Linked DNA regions of Pan troglodytes: region 2 is linked to region 1. Evidence: chromatin contacts called from public Hi-C data. All regions are on one chromosome and are shown on one strand. The core of a region is the stretch at or near the end of the contact, and the rest is flanking DNA. Distances in the headings are between cores, read along the strand shown. Region 1 has its middle 150 kb from the start of FGGY. Region 2 overlaps JUN (Jun proto-oncogene, AP-1 transcription factor subunit).

What was found. A called contact is a pair of places that touch in the nucleus more often than the background predicts.
Region 2: a Hi-C map of stem cell-derived neural progenitor cells shows a contact between it and region 1, with 4 times the contacts expected there. The contact joins two enhancer-like sites. A contact is called at or near these places in 1 of 7 Hi-C or Micro-C datasets (stem cell-derived neural progenitor cells) and 1 of 1 datasets of contacts at active chromatin or transcription factors (stem cell-derived excitatory neurons).

What each region holds. Positions count from the first base shown.
Region 1 is chr1:171,841,507-171,846,741 of NHGRI_mPanTro3-v2.0_pri, reverse strand. No RefSeq gene overlaps it. Among named protein-coding and RNA genes, the nearest start is that of FGGY, 150 kb to the right of the region's middle. Within about 2 kb of position 3,136, at least 13 of the 24 cell types and tissues checked have an H3K27ac peak or open chromatin away from gene starts, as enhancers often do. A contact at or near this core is called in stem cell-derived neural progenitor cells, where this site is marked.
Region 2 is chr1:172,210,248-172,215,482 of NHGRI_mPanTro3-v2.0_pri, reverse strand. It overlaps JUN (Jun proto-oncogene, AP-1 transcription factor subunit), which reads right to left. Exons shown (of 1, transcript XM_063801435.1): 1 at 1-5,235. The coding sequence starts at 938. Among named protein-coding and RNA genes, the nearest start is that of JUN, 11 kb to the right of the region's middle. Within about 2 kb of position 2,117, at least 17 of the 24 cell types and tissues checked have an H3K27ac peak or open chromatin away from gene starts, as enhancers often do. A contact at or near this core is called in stem cell-derived neural progenitor cells, where this site is marked.

The DNA.
Region 1 (5,235 bases), core at 1,887-4,386:
TCATTGAACATGTTAGAAGGTAGTAACAGTTACAAAAAGAAAAACAAAAGAGTAGGGTAAAGGAGTGCAATTGGAGTTGCAATTCTAAATAAGATGGTCAGGTAGGCCTTACTGATGAGGTGAGTTAAGATAGTAAGCCATAGGATAGCTAGGGGAAGAGTGTTTCCAACAGGGGGAACAGCCAGCGCGAAGGTCCTGAGTCAGGAGCATGCCTGGTGTGTTTGAGGCTCACCAAAGAGGCCATTGTAACTGGAGTAGGGGCAGGGATGGGGAAGAAGCTGAGTAGGAGATGAGACCAGAGAGGTAAAAGGGCGGGCAGGAAGATGTTAGAGGGCTGGCCCAGCCATTGTTAAAGGATTGACTTTTACCCTGAGATGTTCCTCCAATTTGATTTACTGTTTTGCCCTAATGATTCTTGCCTCGTCCTTCTACAAAATCTGCCTCAAAAACAGCCATTAACCATCCCCTGGCTCACAGCTGGAGCTTGTTTTGAGAATGATACTATTTTCATAAGTTGGTGGGCCCCAACCTCTCAGATTTGGGGCTTGCAAAGGTTGCAATGACCCTTTCTGACCTGCAGATTAGAGAGTTGGTAATTCATATTTGCTTTCAGCATTTTTTTTTAAATCTTCTCTCATCATTCCCCATACCTCCTCTGGGTTCTTGTTCCCCTGACGTACCTGCTCCCTGAAGCTTCCCAGATTTCTAGAGCAGCACTGTCCAATCAAAATATGATGTGAGACACATAATTAATTTTAAATTTTCTAGTGGCCACATTAAAAAAAGTAAAAAGAAACAAGTAAATTTAATATTAATTACATATTTGATTTAACCCAATATACCCAAAATATCATCTCAACATGTAATCAACATAAAAAGTTAACACATTATCATACATATTTTCTTCTATACTGTCTTGAAACCTAGTATGTATTTTACATTTATAGCCCACCTCAATTCAGCCTAGCCACATTTCAAATGTGTCATAGCCTCATGTAGCTAAGGATTACCTGGCCAGCACAGTCCTAGACTACTCATGTTCCTCCCCAACTCCCTCTCCTTAATATAATTTCTGCTTCCAGACTGAGCTGACACTTCCTTCAAGAAGCCTTCCTTGATCTCTCTACTTCCTTCATATGCCTATGAGAATGAAATGAGTTAATATATGTACATTGCCTAGGATAGGTACTGGCACATAGTAAACAATGGAAGTGTAGCTATCATTATAATACCATTTACTATGGTTGTAATAAACTGATCAGTTGTGTAACTATTACTTCACATTTTTCTCTCCCTGTTATGCTCAATGGTCCACAAGGAGAAAGGACCCTGCCTGCCTGTCTTTTTCGTTGCTCTTTTTTTGGGACCTGGGTCTGGCACAAACAGATGAATATTCAATATAAATGTATTGAATGAATGAATGAATATAAGGAAGTATGCTTGGGGTTAAGCTTAAGCATTCTAATTCTAATGTTGCAATGGATTAAAATCATAATCCTGGATGACAATGGTATCAGATTCCATGTTTATAGAGGTTCAGACTAGATCCTAAAGAGAAATGAAATCTGGTCTCAAAAAGTGAAAGAAAAAAAAAAAAGACAAAAACAGGATGGTGTGGCAGAAAGGGCCCAGACTTTGAATTCAGATACACCTGGGTCTGAAGGCCTGCCACCTCACCTACTATTTGTATGGCTTTGGAGATGTTACTTAACTTCTCCAAGTCTCAGTTTTCCCATCTGTAAAATGGGATCTGATCATCTCGTTGCGTTATGTACCTACATGTACAGTAAGTTTGTAAGTGGCAACAACACAGGCCCTAATCTCGGCTCAGGCACACTCAGTGAGGCTACTTAAGCTTTCTGTACCTACTGTGTGTGTGTGTGTGTGTGTGTGTGTGTGTGTATTCTTTTAGTAGTTAATGAGATATGATACTTTACATGTAATATTTTCTTTAATTTTCATTCAACAGCATGTGATCTTTCTTTTTTTTCACTCCACCTTTCCCCCATCAAATGAGGAAGGAAAGCTCAAGCAGTTTACTATTTTGGGGAAATTGTGCCATCGTGCCTAGTACATAGTGTGTATCAGACTTAAGAAAAGGACAAGAATGAAACTATTAAAAAAATTTCTCCAACTGGCAATTAAAAGACAATGGGAAAACTGCTTCTATGTTTAAGAAAAAATAATTTAACTCTTAATTTTATTGCCACTTATCTACTTTTGACCATATATTGAGGACTCCCCCCACCTTCCACCACCAGTGGAACTGGGGAATAAAACAACAAAGATTGAAGATGTGATGGAGAAAAGAGTGGAAACAACTCAAGACAGTGATGAAGGGGAATCTCATGAAATCATCTGTGTTGCAAATCTAGAGAGGTATGATGTACCGCAGTGGAGTAACTGGATGGATGGAATTCACCTAAAAGGAGATATTCAGGGAAAAACAAAACAAACAAAAAACAAAAATAAAAACAAAAAATGCTCAAACTATTACACTAGGTTATATATATACATATATATTTTTTTCTTTTTCTCTTCCTATTTTCCTTTTCCATTTTACGTGTTTCAAATTTACAAATAAAAATTGTAGATATTAAAAAAAAAAGAAAGAAAGAAAAGGCCCTTGGGGAAAACTGTAAAACTTGCCACTTTAGTCTCCACACCCTTTCAGCCTTCTTCAGCCTTCTTCCAGAAAGCCCTCTCTTGTGCCATGTTGGTTCCTGGAATTTTCTTCTCTCTCTAGTTCTCATAGATGAAGTAGTTCCCAACCACACTCTATGAATTTTGCTGCTTGTTGAAGAGGAATGCCAGACACCTAAAAAGGGTTGGCACTTGCAGCTCAGCAATCTCAAAGCTCTCTATAAGAGTTAAAAGCACTCTGCTACAGGGCTTTTTCCATTACATCCTTAATGTCCTTTAATGCATTTTTCCCACTAGACCCCTGAATGTTATGGGCAGATATAGCCCATGTCTATCTCTGGATCTGAGCCGTTAGCAATCAGCTGCACACACAGTAGGTGTGGCTAAACCTGTGCTAAATGCATATGTGAATGCATGATGCATAAGTGACTGTGATTGCTTCCCCACCAAAATGCACAGAAGACTGACAGATGTGTGCGGTGAGAAGCTAGAATGGGAGGAGGTTAGTTGCTTGTTTAAAAATGAAACTGAACAGGCTGAGAAGCTTACTCACGCATCTGCTTTCCTTCAGTGTCCTCTGGGGAGGAAGGGGAGGGAGAGGGGGAGTTGGGAGCCTAGGAGGGCTGACAAGGTGCCCTCTTCAGCACTGAGTCAGCAACACCCGGCCCTGTGGACACAGGATGATCCTGATTTCAGGGGCTGAGTCACATGAATAACTGGAATAGTTGTTTAGATCATAATGAATTCCCAGAACCTTTCCAAGCCAACCAGCAGGCACAGGCTCTCTCCCTACCCGCAGCACTTTCCAGCTTTGTGACTTAGCAGAAAGAAAGAGGCCGAGCCTGGATCCTGGGAGGGGACAGGCTGCAAGGGAGTAGGGCACAGGAATCCTCACCGCTTCCATTGCCAAGCACTGCAGGTTGTTTCTGGACCTTTTTGTGTTTCAAGGAAGATGCTGAAAGAGACTGGTATTGCAGGCATGAATCCTGCACAGAGTGCACAGCTGTTGTGTTGCCGGGCAAATGTATGGGCCAGGGCCCTGGCACCTTACAGTGAGTGGTTAGGGTGTCAGTGATACTAAATGCCCTGGGAGTCCAGTAAAATATCCTCTGTGAAATGTCATTAGAGGTCTGTGTACCTTGGATGAAACAAGATATCTAAACTCTAGCCCTAGAAGAAACTGTATATGAGAGGGGGACGGCTAGCCTCCAAGGGATTTGGGAATGATGCAGGATTCTACAGGTTGCATCTTCTAAGCTGCAAGTCAAGAGCTCAGCATCTCCCAGAAATGCCTGTTCTGAGCTCCATGGAAGTCCTACGTGAGTGCCTTGTCCAAAATATTGGCTCAGTTCAAAATTTATGTCTCAGTGTTTCCTTCCTGAGAGTATCCAAAGAAGATCTCAGCCTTCTATGATTTTGCTCTCCCCTCCTTGATATCACATCCACTATGAATGTCTCACCTAGGCCAGTGAACAGACCCTATTGCCACATTATTCATGTTTATGTTTGCTCTAGGGCAGTGGTTATCAAGCTTGAGCACACATCAGAATCATCTGGAAGACTTATTAACACAGATTTCTGGGTCCCACTCCCAGAGTTTCTGATTTAGTAGGTCTGGGATAGGCCCTACATTCCCAATAATACCCAGGAGATGCTGATTCCGCTGGCTCCAGGATCACACTTTGAGAACCCCTGCTCTAAAGCAATGTTCACAAGTGTATTTTTAGATCAAAGACCCATTGGAGAATCTGTTGAAAAGCTTTTCTACCACTTCCCAGTAAACAATACACAAATGCTAAAAAATCATTAAAATTTCTTTACAATTTCAGGGTTCACTAGATTTGCAGAAATTCATCCATGAACTTCTGGGTTAAAAATGAAAACTTCTGATTCTGGCCCAAACCAGAATTAATAAGTGGGATGAAGATTCATAAGGTACAGGAAAGCAGATTTTAACACTAATCAGAGGAACTGATTGAGCAAAGTAAGCATTTGTTTTGTAAAACTAGACTACCTGGTTTCAAATCCTGGTTCTGCCATTTGCCAGCTGTGAGCTGTGCTGCAGTTTTTGCATATGTAGACTTGGAATGACAATAGAACCTACTTAGTTCGTACATGCAAAGTGCATAGAATAGAGTCTGGTGCATAGTATAAAAGCAATAATTGTTCCCAATTTCTTTAGCTTGATTGACTCCTATTGAGTCAACTTCCTGATATATTCCAGGACTTCTCTACACCATCCCAGCATCCATAGATCTAGTTTAGGTACTATGTCTAGTCTACTATATGGCAATATCCTCCCAAGTGTTCCCTTTATTCTGTTTTCTCCCCTTCTCAATGCGTCCTCCAGACAGGATCCAGAATGACCCTTCTAAAACTCATCTGCTATAGTTTGGATGTCTGTCCCCAGAAACCTGTTAAAATATGATCCTCAATGTTGGAGGTCAATGTTGAAGGTGGGCCTAATGGGAGGTGTTTGGGTCAGGGAGGTGGATAGCTCATGAATAAATTAATGCTCTCCAGCATGGAGAGAGGTGAATGAGTTTTGCTCTGTTACTACTGCTCTGAACTGGTTGTTTAAAAGAGTTTGAT
Region 2 (5,235 bases), core at 868-3,367, 370 kb before region 1:
ATGACTTTCTGTTTAAGCTGTGCCACCTGTTCCCTGAGCATGTTGGCCGTGGACGCCAGCTCCGAGTTCTGAGCTTTCAAGGTTTTCACTTTTTCCTCCAGCCGGGCGATTCTCTCCAGCTTCCTTTTTCGGCACTTGGAGGCAGCGATGCGGTTCCTCATGCGCTTCCTCTCCGCCTTGATCCGCTCCTGGGACTCCATGTCGATGGGGGACAGGGGCGGTGTCTCGCCAGGCATCTCGGGCACTGTCTGAGGCTCCTCCTTCAGGGCCTGCAGCCGCGGGTGCTGCACGGGCATCTGCTGGGGCAGGTGGTGCGGCGGCTGCTGCTGCTGCTGGGGTTGCGCGGGAAAGGCCAGGCCAGCCGCGCCGTAGGAGGGCGCCCCGCCGCCGCTGCTCAGCGCGCCTGGGTTGAAGTTGCTGAGGTTGGCGTAGACCGGCGGCTCGCTGTGCAGGCTGGCGCTGAAGCCGCCGCTGCCGCTGCCCCCTGCCACCGAGGCTACCGCGGGAGCCACCATGCCTGCCCCGTTGACCGGCTGCGCCGCCGACGTGACGCTGGGCAGCGTGTTCTGGCTGTGCAGTTCGGCCAGGGCGCGCACGAAGCCCTCGGCGAAGCCCTCCTGCTCATCTGTCACGTTCTTGGGGCACAGGAACTGGGTGGGGGTCGGCGTGGTGGTGATGTGCCCGTTGCTGGACTGGATTATCAGGCGCTCCAGCTCGGGCGACGCCAGCTTGAGCAGCCCCACGTCGGGCGAGGTGAGGAGGTCCGAGTTCTTGGCGCGGAGGTGCGGCTTCAGGCTCCCCACTGGGTCGGCCAGGTTCAGGGTCATGCTCTGTTTCAGGATCTTGGGGTTACTGTAGCCATAAGGTCCGCTCTCGGACGGGAGGAACGAGGCGTTGAGGGCATCGTCATAGAAGGTCGTTTCCATCTTTGCAGTCATAGAACAGTCCGTCACTTCACGTGAGGTTAGTTTGGGCTGCGCGCACAAGTTTCGGGGCCGCAACAGGGCTCTGGCAAGCGGGGGACACCCGCACCCCCCGGAGCCTTTGACAGGGAAAGTTTCTCTAAGAGCGCACGCACCCGCTGGCTGTCGTCCCCGCTGCGCCCTCCTCACCAGCTCGCTCCAGGGAGCGCAGGGTTAATTAAGATGCCTCCCGCACTCTTACTTGTCGACTCGCGCGCGCTACCCGGCTTTGAAAAGTCGCGGTCACTCACTGAGCGCTCTTCGGGCGCAGCGGTTCCTCGGAGTCCGCAGGAGAACTCACTTCCCAGAGCAGCGGCTCTCCCCGCGGCGCGGATCAGTGCGGACCCTGCAGTGGCCGGCCGGCGGAGGGTCTCGGCCGCCCGGACTCCGACGACTTGTCCCCTCCTCCGCTGCTAGGGGGAGGGGGCGCCCGGCAGCCGCGGCTCGCGCTCGCCCAAGTTCAGCAACCGGTGCTAGCGAAGCTGAGCGCACGTCCTTCTTCTCTCGCGTGGCTCTCCACCGCCTTCTGGTCTTTACCGCCGCGGAGAAGCCTAAGACGCAGGAAAGGCTTGCAAAAGTTCGCTCCGGGACTCTGTGCCACTTGTCTCCGGTCCTCCCAGCCGGGAAAGTTCTTTGCTGCTGCAGCCGCTCGCCGACTTCCCCCGGCGGGCGCGTGGGTACCGCTGCTTTCCGCCGCTGTCAACAGCGCCTGGGCAGCAGGGCTCTCCTCCCGGGGGCGGCTGGAGACCAGGCTCTCTGGGCACTCCCGAAACACCAGCCCGGGAGCCACAGGCGCTAGCTCTGGGCAGTTAGAGAGAAGGTGAAAAGAAAATAAGATTTGCAGTTCGGACTATACTGCCGACCTGGCTGGCTGGCTGTGTCTGTCTGTCTGCCTGAGTCCGCGCACCTCCACTCCCGCCTCGCTGCTTCAGCCACACTCAGTGCAACTCTGAGCCCTTATCCAGCCCGAGCTCAACACTTATCTGCTACCAGTCAACCCCTAAAAATAGCCCATGATGTCACCCCAAGGCCTTCCCATTGGCTCGCGTCGCTCTCAGGGGGGCGGGCCCGCCCGTCACCATGGAGACTCCACCCTAGAAGATTCTTCTCTGGGCCCGCGGAGGCTCACGGGATGAGGTAATGCTCCGCTGCCCTCCTACAGTCGGGCCCTTCTTTCTCCTACCCTCCCCCCTGCTGCACGCCTCTCGGCCCTCTCTTCCCCGGTCCCCTCCCCGGGCCGTTTTTCCCGGCCCGCCCGGTGCATTGTGGGCTGACGTCTTGGGGTTTGACTGTCTAGTGACGGTGGCTGCCGCGAGCGGGCGGACGCTCGCAACCTCTGACGGAGGGGGGCTCAAGTTCACGGCTGCGTACGGGGATGCGGGGGATGCAGGGACCCGGGAGGCCAGGGAACCTGGCCAGTTGTTTTGGGCCAGGGGTGCGGGCGAGGGGTGGTTGTTGTTTCCCCACTTGTGGGGCCCGAAGTCATCCACCGGCGGCCGCCACCGCGCGGGGCTGGAGGCTGAGAATCCAAGTACGCTGCCACCCCCCCCGCACTTCCGGGGGGGCGGGAGTACCGCCCTTAAGGTGGCTCTGTGAAGTCCCAGGTGGAGGCGAGCCTAAGGAGACTTAAGTTTAGGGGCGGTCTCCCGAGAGTCGGCCCCCCACGTTGAGAACGCTCCGAAGTTTGCATCTCGGTCAAGTTCAGGAGCGACGGTCCGCGGGGTCGTCTGGCTGCTCGTAGAAGCCTAGAGATTTGTATTGCCCGAAACTGGACGCTCAGCTGAGTCTCCGTTGCACCCCACTTCATCCAACGGGACCGTGGGGGAAAGGGCGCGGGGGTTCACAGCTTTGCCTCGGAGGGGCAGTTTTTATAGTGGGCGCAATTGGTGGGTAACAGGGTCCAGATGGGAACAAGCGTGTAGGCGATCCGAAACTCGGGGAACCCCGGTGTTAGTCTACTCCCCCTCCCGCCCCCGGACAACACGCACACGCTTAACACAACACGCACAACATAACGCGCGCGCGCGCGCACACACACACTCCATCCGCGCCGAGTTGCTTCCGGGAAAACAAGCCCAGAAGGCGGCGGACACTCGCATAAAGTCACGCAGTAGTACTCGGAGCCCGGGGTAGAACCTGGACTTCAAATTTCTGCACTCCCGGCCGGGTGGTGGGCGCATATCCTGGGTAGCCTCTAGGAAGCGCTAGACACATGTAAGTGGTTCCTTTTCCGCGGTTATTTTATTCTCCCCCCGCCCCCTACCCCTTAGGGACGAAAGTGTGTGGTGGAAAGAATCCCGAAGTCGGGAATCCTGGTTCTTTCGTGGCCAGGCTACCACAATGTGGAGCAAGCAAATCACGGAACTCCTCCGAGCTTCATTTCCCTCATCTGCAGGTGGGGCCGGTGCCGTCCACCTCACTGGGCTGCCAGGAGTTAGTGTGACAGGGTCGCCTGCAGCACTAGGGAGGTGGTGGCCAAACAGCCCGCTTCCCTCCCCTGCCTCGCAGTTTCCATCCTCGCAGAGCCTGGATAGGATGCCAGGATATAAGAGTGCGATTTGGCAGGACCAGGTGTACTTTCCTGTGAGAAGCATCGAGGGGAGGAGGGGAGGGGGAACCGGGTTAGAAGTCAGCTCTTTCCCAAGCCTCTGTCTAGAACTGGGGCTTGAAGTTGGACCTGCAGCAGGTTTAAGTTCCTAGGTTCTAAATTCAGACTTCGCTGCTTCTGAACTTGGAATTCAGCCTTGGGTTCATTGCCCCCAGCCCTAAGGTATTTGCGGCTTTGAGTGTTCAGAAACCAACAGCAGCTGGTATCAGTGGGAAACCTGCCAACTTTTCTTCACTCCGGGCACTCACCTAGCTTTCACTGATCTGCAGAGGGTAACTGAAAGCCTACTGTGAGCCAGGCACTGAGCTGGGGAGGGGGTGGGGTAGGTATACAGTGATGACAAGATCCAGTTGCTTCCTCAAGGAGAGAACATTCTCCTCTGTCTGTTGCCCTGAATCATTTTCTGTTGTATTCAGGGAGTTGGTGTTCTAAATAGTTTTTAATAACAGTAATAAAAATCAGTTTCATGTATTAAACACTTATCTGCCAGGCATTCTCCTAAGCAATTTAAATACGCTGTTTTCTCCCCACAACTGTCTTGAGAGACATATATTATTATCCAGATTTAACATGTGAGGAAATAGGCCCAGAGAGGTTAAGTATCTTTGTTGAGGTCACACAGGCAGCTGGAAATTGACCTCAGGTCTGTGTTACATTCCTTTGTATTTTCTCTACTCTGGCAAACTTTCTTGTGGAGTATTAGTTATCTGCAGAGGAAATAGCGCTTGTGGCATAGAAGAAATTTTCTTGCTGGATCCTCTGACTGTAACTCCGTTCAGAGCTCCTGTATTTAGAAATTTCAAGACTTAGAACTTTGTATAAATATATATCTTTTGCCTAAGGTTCTGTGTGTTCCTCTCTGCCTCATGTGGTTTAGTAGGCTGATCTTCTCCTTATGTTGAGAAATAGCATATTTCATCCAAAAAAATAACAAATCTGTTCATGTTAACGCCCCTGCTTGGAAGCTTTCATTGGCTTTTCCTTACAATCAGGAGAGTTCCGATTCCTATGCCTTGGAGAAGGGGCTTTTCACAATCTAACTCCTTCTCTCTCCAGCCTTATCTCTCACTCCCAGTTCTGTCAGGAAAGGCAGCGTTATGCTGCCCTAACAAACAACCCTAACATATCAGTGGCTTATTCCAGTGAAAGTTGGTCATTTCTGCTACATGACCGTTGTAGGTTGGCGGGGTAGCTCTGCTCATTGTAGTCACTCAAGGGCTCAGGCTGAAGGAGGCCTTGTGTTGATACCCCTTTTCACAGCTATCCTGACTGTGGGGAAGGAACTCGGAACATCATGGCTGTCAGAGCATCCACTTATGGCACACATCACTTCTGCCCATACATCATTGGCCAAAGCAGTCACATGGCCATGCCTCTTTAGATCACTATAATCCTACCAGGTGTCTCAAAGGGCTCTCCAGAAATATTTGGGGAATAACACTAAAGACTCTGTCTCCCTTTCTGTTCACCAAATGTTTGGTCTACTCTCCTTCCCCTGGTGGAATTCCCTCATTCTTTATTCAAGGGAAACAACCTTAAAGACCCATCCAGTCACAGCACCAAGCTGCCCTGCCCATTGTTTTCCATGACTCCTGGATTTGCCCTCGGAGAGTCTTCCTTTTCCACAGCTAAAGCAGGCATTGGAAAATATTCTTTTAAATAAGC